Regions from separate parts of the Mus musculus genome. Here region 2 is linked to region 1. Evidence: chromatin contacts called from public ChIA-PET data. All regions are on one chromosome and are shown on one strand. Each heading gives the region's core, a stretch centred on a gene start, on an enhancer-like site or on the middle of the called end of the contact. The rest is flanking DNA. Distances are from core to core; before and after follow the strand shown.

Region 1 (5,022 bases), core at 1,019-3,518:
TGCTGGCCTCCTGTACTCCTTACCCACCACGAGTGTGATGGGGCAAGATCTTGACTCCACGCCTGCGATTTCTCTTCTTTTCTCTGACCACAACAGGTTTTGTGGCAAAGATGACACACAGACAAGTTGTATGGGAATTCTTTGGAAGGTGCACATTTACAAATGAATGGAAGTTTCAGTCTGTATATTTTCCCCAGAGTAGAGGGCCTTTGTTCTCCTATAGAGACCTGAAATCTACCCACAGGAGAGGAGAGCAAGGATCCATTTTATTCATTCCCAGGCTGTCCCTTACCACTCACTCTTTCTGATTGCCCTTCATTTCCTTCCTCTTACCTTTCTGAGCTGGGTGTCATGATGTTCCAAAGAGGATGTCAGAGTCATAGCCAGATAACCCAGCCATGTCACTTTCTGACTGTTCAGTTTGGGGCAGGCAGCTCTTTTTTCAGGCTTGGTTTCCTTTCTCTGAAGCTGGTCTAAAGATGGTACCTTAGGGAATTGGTGAAGTTGACACATGAATTTCATGACATAGCAACCAGTTCTCGGTGCATTCTCAGTAAAGTATTCTGTATTAGGGATGAGCCAGCAGAGACAGGAATCAGGCCAGAGCTGATGAGAGCACTGGATTTGGTCTCAGCCTGAGGCACTGCTATTGCATTATTGCTCTGCTTCCATCCATCTTGACTCTCTTCCCCTCACGTGTGAGAGCTAAAAGAAGAGTTGAGTTACGAGGTGAGGGCATTTTGCAGATGGAGAGGCAATAGCTAAATGTAGTAACAGAAACCCTGCCCTGGGTCTGTTCCCAGCCTTCCCTGGTGGTTGTGAAACACATGCACCCTCAGCAGGCCAGGGTAGCATGCAAAGCTGTTGTGAAGGCCTTTCCCACACACCACTACCTGCCCTGAAAGCCTTGTGTGTGCTGACGCTTCACAAAGCAGATGGTTTCTTTTGCTTTCCACGTGGTTTTGAAATGAAATGGACTTTTGATGAAATAGGTTGGGGAATTCCACATCCAATTATGAATCGGTGAAAGGAGCAGAGAGAGGGTGTACTATAGAGTTTAGAAGAATTCGATGCTCCTGTTTCATCCAGCATTGGGTTAGGGAGGGAAGACTTGAATAAGTGAATCTGCTCCTCAGGGGTCCAAAACCAGCCACCAGCCCAGAATGTGATGTTCACTTTAGAAACCTGAGAAAAACAGAAGCGGCCTTCCTGTTGTCGTGATACCATACAGTGAAATGGAAGAGCAGAAAGGGACTGGCTGGTGATGGAGCTCAGTGGTAGAGCACTTTCTAGGTGCTACCCAGTTATGTTCTCAGCAATGGAGAAAACAAAACAATAAGGTTTCAAAAAAAAAAAAAGAAGGAAGAAAGAAAGAAAGAAAGAAAGAAAGAAAGAAAGAAAGAAAGAAAGAAAGAAGAAAAGAAAAGAAAAAGAAACCAAAAGCAAACAGAAAACAAAAGTCAAACCAACCAACAAACAAAAAAACAAAAACCCAGCAATCCCCAAAAGAGCAATAATAACAAAAACCACCTACCAATAAGCAGATAAATCAGGGACCAGAAATTCAGGGGAGTCTGGTTCTTAGAGCAGGATGGAGAACTGAGATCTTGGCTTTTGCTAGACCACACGCCCTGAAGCTAAAGTCATGTTTTAGGTTGTGACAGCTGAGATCCATGAGTAAACTTTTGACAGGACCCAACCAGACATGATTCAGTCTTTGAGAACGTTGTGGCATGCGGTGGGGAGGACCCTCTGCAGCTCTGCAGCTGCACTGTGTTATTGGTGTGTGGCCTCCTTCCCAGCTCCAGTTAAATGACTTAAAAAACACACTGTAAATTTTATCACATTACAGAACCAATCACCAAACATTATCTGTAGTTGCTTTTTAAACTGAGATTACTTGGTTCTGGAGTTTATTATGATTTTAAGATTTTGAGAGGCATAGTAGGGTAAGTGGGGGGATATCATTAGAGCCGACTCTTAGGGGACAGCACCGGCTACTCATGACTCTTGTAAACCCTGGGGACCTGCTATTCTTCCCTTATTTCCTGAACAACTACAAAGCAAAACACAAAAACAAAACACTAACCCTGCAGCACAGGAAGGAATAATGTGGGAGGCGGGGCTTGTGCGTTTGCTAGCCATGGGTTCTAGTCTACCTGAGTGATGTCAGAGAGGATCACATGTTGTTGGCCATCTTCTGTACCTGCTTCGGCCGCCTCTTCCTTTATAGTTACTTCACTAGTCATTTTCTCACTTAGTCATTCAGCATTTTGACACTCATGTGTGTTAAGTTCTGTATTAGTCATATTTCCGCTATTGAGAAGCCCACAGTCCAATGGAGAGGGAAAAAAAATGACAGTCACCAGCTGATTTCTGACAGAATTAAAAGCACAGTTTAAAACCTAACTTAGTTGTTTTCCTTTTTATTTGTTTTTGTGTGTGTAGTATATGTGTGTATACACGAACATGTGGATATGCCTCACTTGTGTGTGTATGTATTCCCTCCAGGGTTTTGGGGGGGGGGGGAGCATAGGTAAATGTCAGGTGTTTTCCTTAATTGCTATCTATATCCACCTTTGTTTTTGAAGAAGAGTCTCTGACTGAACCCAGAGCTTGTGGGTTGACTAGACTGGCTGGCTACTGAGCTCCAGGAATCCTGTCTCTGTGGTCTCAGTGCTGAGGTAACAGGCAGGCCCTACCCAAGTTTTCCATGGGTACTAGAGATTCCAAACCAGGTCCTGAATGAGCTATCTCTCTAGTCCTTAAGTTGTACTAGTCTTAGATGTCAATACACAAGTGGGAATCTAGTGTCAAAGGCTTGGCTGGAATGGAAGTGGATAGAGGGTCTGGCCTATGTAGCACACAGCAAGGCAGCTGTGCCTCAGGCTACATTTACTGAAGAGGGAGGCCAGAATCCACACAGAAAAATCTCAGCCAGGGCTATGTCAGCACAACTGAAATGTGTGTTCATTTTCTCTTCATTATAAATTTTACCATTTTTGTTTTGTAAAACATTTTTTTAAATTGAATATTGACCTTTATAGGATGAAGAGAGGCAAGTATCAATTAGTAAATGGAAAAGGACATTTTTTTTTTTACCCCAGGGTACTCCACATATCTAAGAGATGTTAGTTTTATAGCTTCTCATGTTATATTCATTCTTCATTTGTCAGAACAAAAACTTGTCTATCCTTTGTAAGAAACTCTAACAATCCTTGGGGATATATAAACTGGAATGTACTTCTGTGAACTCACAACAAACAGCATCATAATAATGTAAGGGTTGTGTACCTGTCGATGTTCTGATGATATCTCAAATAAATAGTAGGCAAATAAATGGTAGGCAAATATCTCGATGTTACCATAAATGCTCGAACACTATTTTGCATAGTGCTTATAGTAAGAGAGAGAAATTAAATTAGTTGGCATATCATGTAGTGTATATATCTATATCTATGTCTATATATATATATCCTCTTTTTAAGATATCCCGACTCCCCTGAGCCACTGTGAATGAAGAGGGGCTTTGATAAACCATCTCAGCACTGGCCCCGTAAGGCCTTGACATTTGCAAACTTTATTATTTTTTTTTGTCTTTTGTCCCATGCAGCAGCCACTCTTGCAAATCAACCTTGGGAAGTTAGCATTATCTTAATGAAGATCTATAGGAGACTTTATCTTCAGACAGTAAATCAGCTCTCTAGGCGCCATTCATCTCTTCCTTCAGTATGAGCTGGTGTACCGCACCTCACCAAAGCTCATCTATCTTCTGTGGGTCCATGGTTATTTGCTCTGCCCACGTCTCCTAGATCATCAAGCAGGCAGGGATGCTTTAAAAGTCACGAAGGTCAGCTGAGATGCCGAGTGTTGCCCATTACTTGAGAGGTGGTGCTCCATCACAAAAAAGAGGGATGCACAAGAGCACCTGGATTAGGCCTGGTTACTCAGAGGCTGAAAGAGACAAAACAGTGAGCAACAAAATAAAAATGTTGAGAATTTTGAAGTCTTAGGAATAATTTCCTTACTATCTGGGGAAATTATGCTGGCTTTCTTTCAGCTTCACAGTTAATTCTACACTCTGTTTTATATGCTAGGTGCTTTTTACAAATGGCATATCATTTCCCATGGTCCTATCATGGTATAGGTGCTGTCATTCCCCATGCTCATAGGAGGGGCTGACAATCACTAAGGAGGCTTAAGTAACCTCCTGAAGGATAATGGCCACAGGCTGGACTCGAGGGTCAAGGGCACCTGTCTCCAGCAATTCGTTTGGGAGCATGGGTATGCTTCAGTCTTCTTGGAATTGTCCACTTGTTGGGAAGATCAATAGGAGCCATGCACATAGAACACTGCAGAGAAGTTACTCTTGGCAGTGGGCCCCAAACCATGTCTTCAATGTGTTTCAAAACAGTCCTTGTTCATCAATTTATATTCCTTCCCGAGTGGATTCCATGACAAAGGTTTGGGTCTACATAGTTTATTTGGGAAGTGACCCCAGGAAGTATAGAATTGGGGGCAGGACAGGAAGTCTTTATAAGCAAATAAAGCTGGTACCAGCTGTGTTCAGGCCAGTTCAATCCTGATGGATGCTAAATATACCTGTGATTATTGCTCTGAGAAGTAGAGCTTAGCTCCTGAGCATGCCACTCTGCATCCCTAGACTCCCCATACGGCAGAAGACCTAAGGAGCAAAGATTGGCTATTTATGCCTGAGGTAGGAACACAAGTACATTCCAGCCTCAGTGACCTCCACGGTGCCAAGAGCAGAGCCTGCGGGGAAGAGCACTGGCATTTGCTACCATGTTTGTTTTGAAGCCAGTACCCATTCTGGCTGGGATGTGTCTAGGCTGGGACCCAGCCTTGGGAGTGGTAGCTGTATTATTCAAGCAAGGCCCAATGGACACATGGAAGTTGGAGCTAGCTAGGATGGAAAGATGGGGTTTTCAAACCACGAAATGGGCCTCCTTGCCAGTTCTTCACCCTCAGCTGATGGGTAAACTCCTAGACTTCTATAGGTCT
Region 2 (5,077 bases), core at 1,608-4,107, 420 kb after region 1:
TACTACTCTGCTTTAAGCTCCAGGCAGACGGCTCTACCAGTCACAGCCCTGGTTCCCTTGGATGAAATACACACACACACACACACACACACACACACACACACACAAGCTCATTTTTAGCATGCTTTTTAGCTCAATGGCCAGGCACTTCTAAGCCTCCTGCAGCTAACCTGCCCTTATCTTCACTCCCAGCTCAATACCTCTAATTCTGCCCTCAACTTAGTTCTAATCTCCCAGCTGCTACCCCAGGCCAAGTCAGGGAAGTGGCAATTGGCCACTCCACCCGACATGACTGGTGGCATGGCAAATCCTTTTCTTCCTCCTACATCTGCCAGCCTGCCTGTGGAAACCTGGAAGTCCCGCCTCTTCTGGCCACTAACATTTTTATTGATCAATTAAGAGCTAGTTGGGGAACAGGACCATCAGTATTCACATGCAGATTCCTGATCCGAGCATCAGAATCACACACACACACACACACACACGCGCGCGCACACACACACACACACGCACACGCACACGCACACGCACACGCACACACACACACACACACACACACACACACAGAATGTGATCTTAAAGGAGTTACAGTGAGAATGGGCAGCACTCGGTCGTGGGGGGTGGGGGTCAGGGGCCGAAGCGATAAATATGGTCAAAGCACAGTACATGAAATTCTCAAAGAATAAAAATACTTTTAAAAAAATGCCTCATGGACATGCCCACTGGCCAATCTCATTGAAGTAGTTCATCAGATAAGGTTTCTCTTCACAAGTCTGTCAAGTTGAAAACCAAGATTAGCTCTCACGAGTCCACCATAGCCTGCCTTGTCTTTGTCTTGTTCATCTCTAAGATCTCATGCTAATGTTAGTACCACACTATAAAACACAGTCTGGTTTTTTAAAAATCTCAGTCTTTAAAGTTTTCCACACTTAAAAGTCCAAGGACTCTTTAAAAATCAGATGTCTCTTCGCTGTAGGCTCCTGCAAAATGAAGAAAGAACATGTGAAATACTTGATTATTTCAAAAAGGAAAAGTTGGAATATGGTTAATATGACATCAAAGCAAAACTGAACATCTAGCAGTATAAATCAAATTCTGTAGCTCAATGTCCAGCAAATAGGACTCATGATCTTGTAGCTAAAAAAGGGCTCAGCCAGATCTTCTCTAGTTCTGCATCCATAGCAAACATCACTTGTCTTGCAGACTTAGCCTGCACCTCCTGTTGCTGTCCTGGCACCTCCAATATTCTGGTGTCTCCTTTATAACTGAGGCTGCACCTTCAGTCAATGGCCTCTCTTCCAACCCTGCTACACAGTGCCACATCTTCTTACCTGCTCTCCATGACTACTCCATTCCTTTAAAACCAGTGTCCTAAGGGAGACTCTTAAACGTTGCTAAGTTCAGCTTACAGCTCGATAGACAGCACTGGTGTCCCTGGACCACAGCTTCTGCTAGATGACCCTGGAGGAATGTTTCTGAGAAGATTTTGCCACAATGACCTCTTGATAGTCACAGCTGACTTTTGATCCCCAGCTAGCCAATATATATCATCCCAGTAAAGCAAAGGTTTGAAGTCCATAGATTCTTTTTTTAATTAGATATTTTCTTCACTTACATTTCAAATGCTATCCCCAAAGTCTCCTATACTCTCCTCCTGCCCTGCTCCCCAACCCACCCACTCCCGCTTCCTGGCCCTGGCATTTCCCTGTACTGGGATATATGATCTTCCCAAGACCAAGAGCCTCTCCTCCCACTGATGGCCGACTAAGCCATCCTCTGCTACATATGCAGCTAGAGACACGCGCTCTGGGGGTACTGGTTAGTTCATATTGTTGTTCCTCCTATAGGGTTGCAGATGCCTTTCGCTCCTTGGGAACTTTCTCCAGCTTCTTCATTAGGGGCCCTGTGATCCATCCAATAGATGACTGTGACCATTCACTTCTGTGTTTGCCAGACACTGAATCACACACACAGGTCTGACAGAGTTTTACCTTGCTTTGAAATTTCACAAGTCTGCCCCCGTTGTTTGCATTTCTCCCAACCTTCACATCTAAGCATCCACAGAAGAGCTTACTAAGCTCTCAATGAGTGCTCAATGGCTTTCCAAGGTCAAAATTCTAAATCCTTCCACGGTCCTCCACAAAACACCATAGTCATTTCTGTCACAGCAATATCCCACTCTCTGATACCAACTCTGTTCTAATTTGTTTCTCTATTGCTGTAATAAAATATTGATCAAAAGCAGCTTGTGGAGGAAAGGGTTTATTTCATCTTAGAGCCTACCGCTGAGGGAAGCCAGGGCTGTAACTCAACCTGGAGTCAGGCACTGAAACCAAGATGATGGCAGAACACTGCTTACAGGCTTGCTCCCCCTGTCTTGCTCAGCTTGTTTTCTTGTACAACCCAAGACCACTGGCCCAGGGTCAACAATGCTCATAATAAGCTGAGCCCTCCTATATAATTAGCAGAGGCTCCCTGTTCACAAGTGACTTTAGGTTTGTGTCAAGTTGAAGCTACCTGTGACACCTGCTAACAAAACAGGTTATCAACACTCTGGATAGCACCCCTTCCCATTTCCTTAGAGAGCCTATGGGTTAAAAACTACATCAGCCAGGCTTTTAGACTGCTAGCATTTTATATGCAAATTAGATTCTGTGGATTGATGCATTTGAAAAAGTTTTGAATATAAAACAGGTTGCTGTCTTTTTGTTATTCTGCTAACAAGCAAGCTCACAAAAACATAAGTATTACAAGCGACTTTGGGGCATTGATGACCAGACTCTGTGCATGGTTAACACTTCTGTGGTGTCAAGAAACTTTCAGTTGGTGACAGAGGAAGTGGCTTCGTTACCCAGCTACCTTATCTCTAAATAGAATCTATGATGATGAGCATTAAATTTAATAGTTCCATTTGTGGCTTCCTGATTCATGTTAATCTAACATTTTCAAATATTTTTAAGGCACTTCATTTCCTGTATATAATCCTTTCATGCTTAAAATATCCAGAGTGTTTTCTCTCTTATACTGTGCTATGACTAATATAGATTTCAGAAGTAGAAGTAATTATAGACAACAGACTCCCAACAATAGGAACTTGACTGACAGTAGTTACATGACTTTGTTGGCTTGAAGGTGATATAGAGGTATTCTTTCTTAGGTATTGACATGGCCATTGCCACCATGAAACAGAGTTGCTATGGTGACCTACAGAATACCTTAGTCTATAGTCACAGCTAGGTTATAGTAATAATAATGAGAGTCCAAGTCTTCACATGAGAGACCAATCACTGCTTCCTCCTTCTCCAGCTTCACTAGGTGTTGGGAGTTGATTGAAGGTATAGTAAGTACAACATTGACGAAGGATTAGGATTCACCAGCGGCTCTACTAACAGTGTCTATGGCAAAGATCCTGGTGTCTTATCTGCTTTGAGTTACCCAACTCTTGTAAGTAATCCTAATAAACTCATTGATTCACCAAATGTACTCAGATGGCAGTCCTTTCTTTAATCTGTTGACACCCTCTCTGTTTGGTGTAAGCAAGCATTTCTTTACATCTCCCTGGGAAGAGTCACATGGCTGAAGACAAGTATAATTCAATTCTTCCTGAAGAACAACAACAACAAAAAAATCAGTTCAGGGCATGGTCACAAAAATAGCTAGCTAAATCACGACATTTTTTTTAGTGGTACTACAATGTACCACCATAATGTTCCAATGTGCCATTTAATTGTGTGTTTCAAAGAGGCAATAGCTTGGTGGATCAGGGTAGTAGGAATAGGGTAAACAGAGACTAAGGGGCTGTAGGACATTTCTGAAGCAATGAAGAGCTCAGGAAAGGAAATTATAAACTAAGGTTTTTAAATTTTCTTTAAGATGTGTCTAACCTGTAGCCTCTGAGGGAACAGTTATACTCAACAAAATAATAAACTTACTTAAAATACTTGGATGCTTTTTGTTTGTTTATTCCCTTGCTTTTTGTTTGTAACTAGATTGCATGATTCTTGAGTGTGAACTTGGTAACCTCGAGTCACAATGTCAAAAGGTTAGACATGCCTGCAGGCTAGGCAAAATTAGAAACTTAGACAGTTCTTTAATTGCCCTCAGACAAACTCCAAAATCTCTTAAGCCAATAGAATGATTCCAAAAGTTAGATACCAAGACTGAGTTTTGAATTCAAATTCAATTGAGTTTATATTCTTACTTAGTCATCTATGTTTGAGTAAGACCTCACTCTGAAAAGGATGAAACCTGAAATCTAAAATGAGCATATTTTGGTAAATACAGGGACATATAAATCCCCACAGTGCTCAGCATCCCTAGGCTTCTCTCACTGCCAAAGCAGTCCTTCCTCCCATCCAATAAGCTAATTCTGCCTGTGTGTGGACTCTTCCATGACCATCCTCCTAGAGATGCTAAGAATCCTTCACATTCTGCCCTTTGACTTCAGCACCAGCCCTGACACACTAATGCAAGTGCCCTCTGGCCCCTCTTCCAGTTCCAGGCTTTCATCCAGCAGCCACCACATGTGTGAGTGGGAACTGTGTTTACAATGGGCTTTAATCAATGTATTGTATCTTGACCTATGAGTCACATCAATCATATCTCAAAGAGAAAAGAGTCTTCATTTAAATACTTGCAACTCCTGGTTATTTACACATACAGAAACTGGAAATATGTGTCATAATAGATTTATATTGAAGGAAGGATAATGAAAGAAAGAGGAATCATGAACATAAATATATTTGCTAGAGATTTTTAATTCGACAATCTAATTCAAGAGCCATGTGTCTTAGTTGATCAGCTGAAATGTAGCTTCAAAAGAAGCTCACTCCAAGTGAAATGAAACATGTAAAATTTAAAAGTTCAAAGACTTGGTGGTGGTGCATGCCTTTAATCCCAGCACTTGAGAGACAGAGGCAGGTGGATCTCTGAGTTTGAGGCCAGCCTGGTCTACAGAGTGAGTCCAGGCCAGCCAGGGATACACAGAGAAACCCTGTCTCAAACAAAATTCAAAGACTTAAAGGGCTAGTATTATTAAAACAGAAGTATTCTACATAATTTGATTACCATGGAACAT

Evidence for each region. ChIA-PET counts read pairs in DNA pulled down with a chosen protein or histone mark.
Region 2: a contact with region 1 is called in an RNA polymerase II ChIA-PET map of effector CD8 T cells, with 6 read pairs. The contact joins two enhancer-like sites.

What each region holds. Positions count from the first base shown.
Region 1 is chr4:97,858,868-97,863,889 of GRCm38.p6, forward strand. The region is part of intron 2 of Nfia (nuclear factor I/A); the gene reads left to right. It overlaps Gm19417 (a long non-coding RNA gene), which reads right to left. Exons shown (of 2, transcript XR_376437.4): 2 at 1-3,954. Among named protein-coding and RNA genes, the nearest start is that of Gm19417, 7.6 kb to the right of the region's middle. Within about 2 kb of position 2,269, at least 28 of the 459 cell types and tissues checked have an H3K27ac peak or open chromatin away from gene starts, as enhancers often do. A contact at or near this core is called in effector CD8 T cells, where this site is marked.
Region 2 is chr4:98,279,639-98,284,715 of GRCm38.p6, forward strand. No RefSeq gene overlaps it. Among named protein-coding and RNA genes, the nearest start is that of 0610025J13Rik, 39 kb to the right of the region's middle. Within about 2 kb of position 2,858, at least 22 of the 459 cell types and tissues checked have an H3K27ac peak or open chromatin away from gene starts, as enhancers often do. A contact at or near this core is called in effector CD8 T cells, where this site is marked.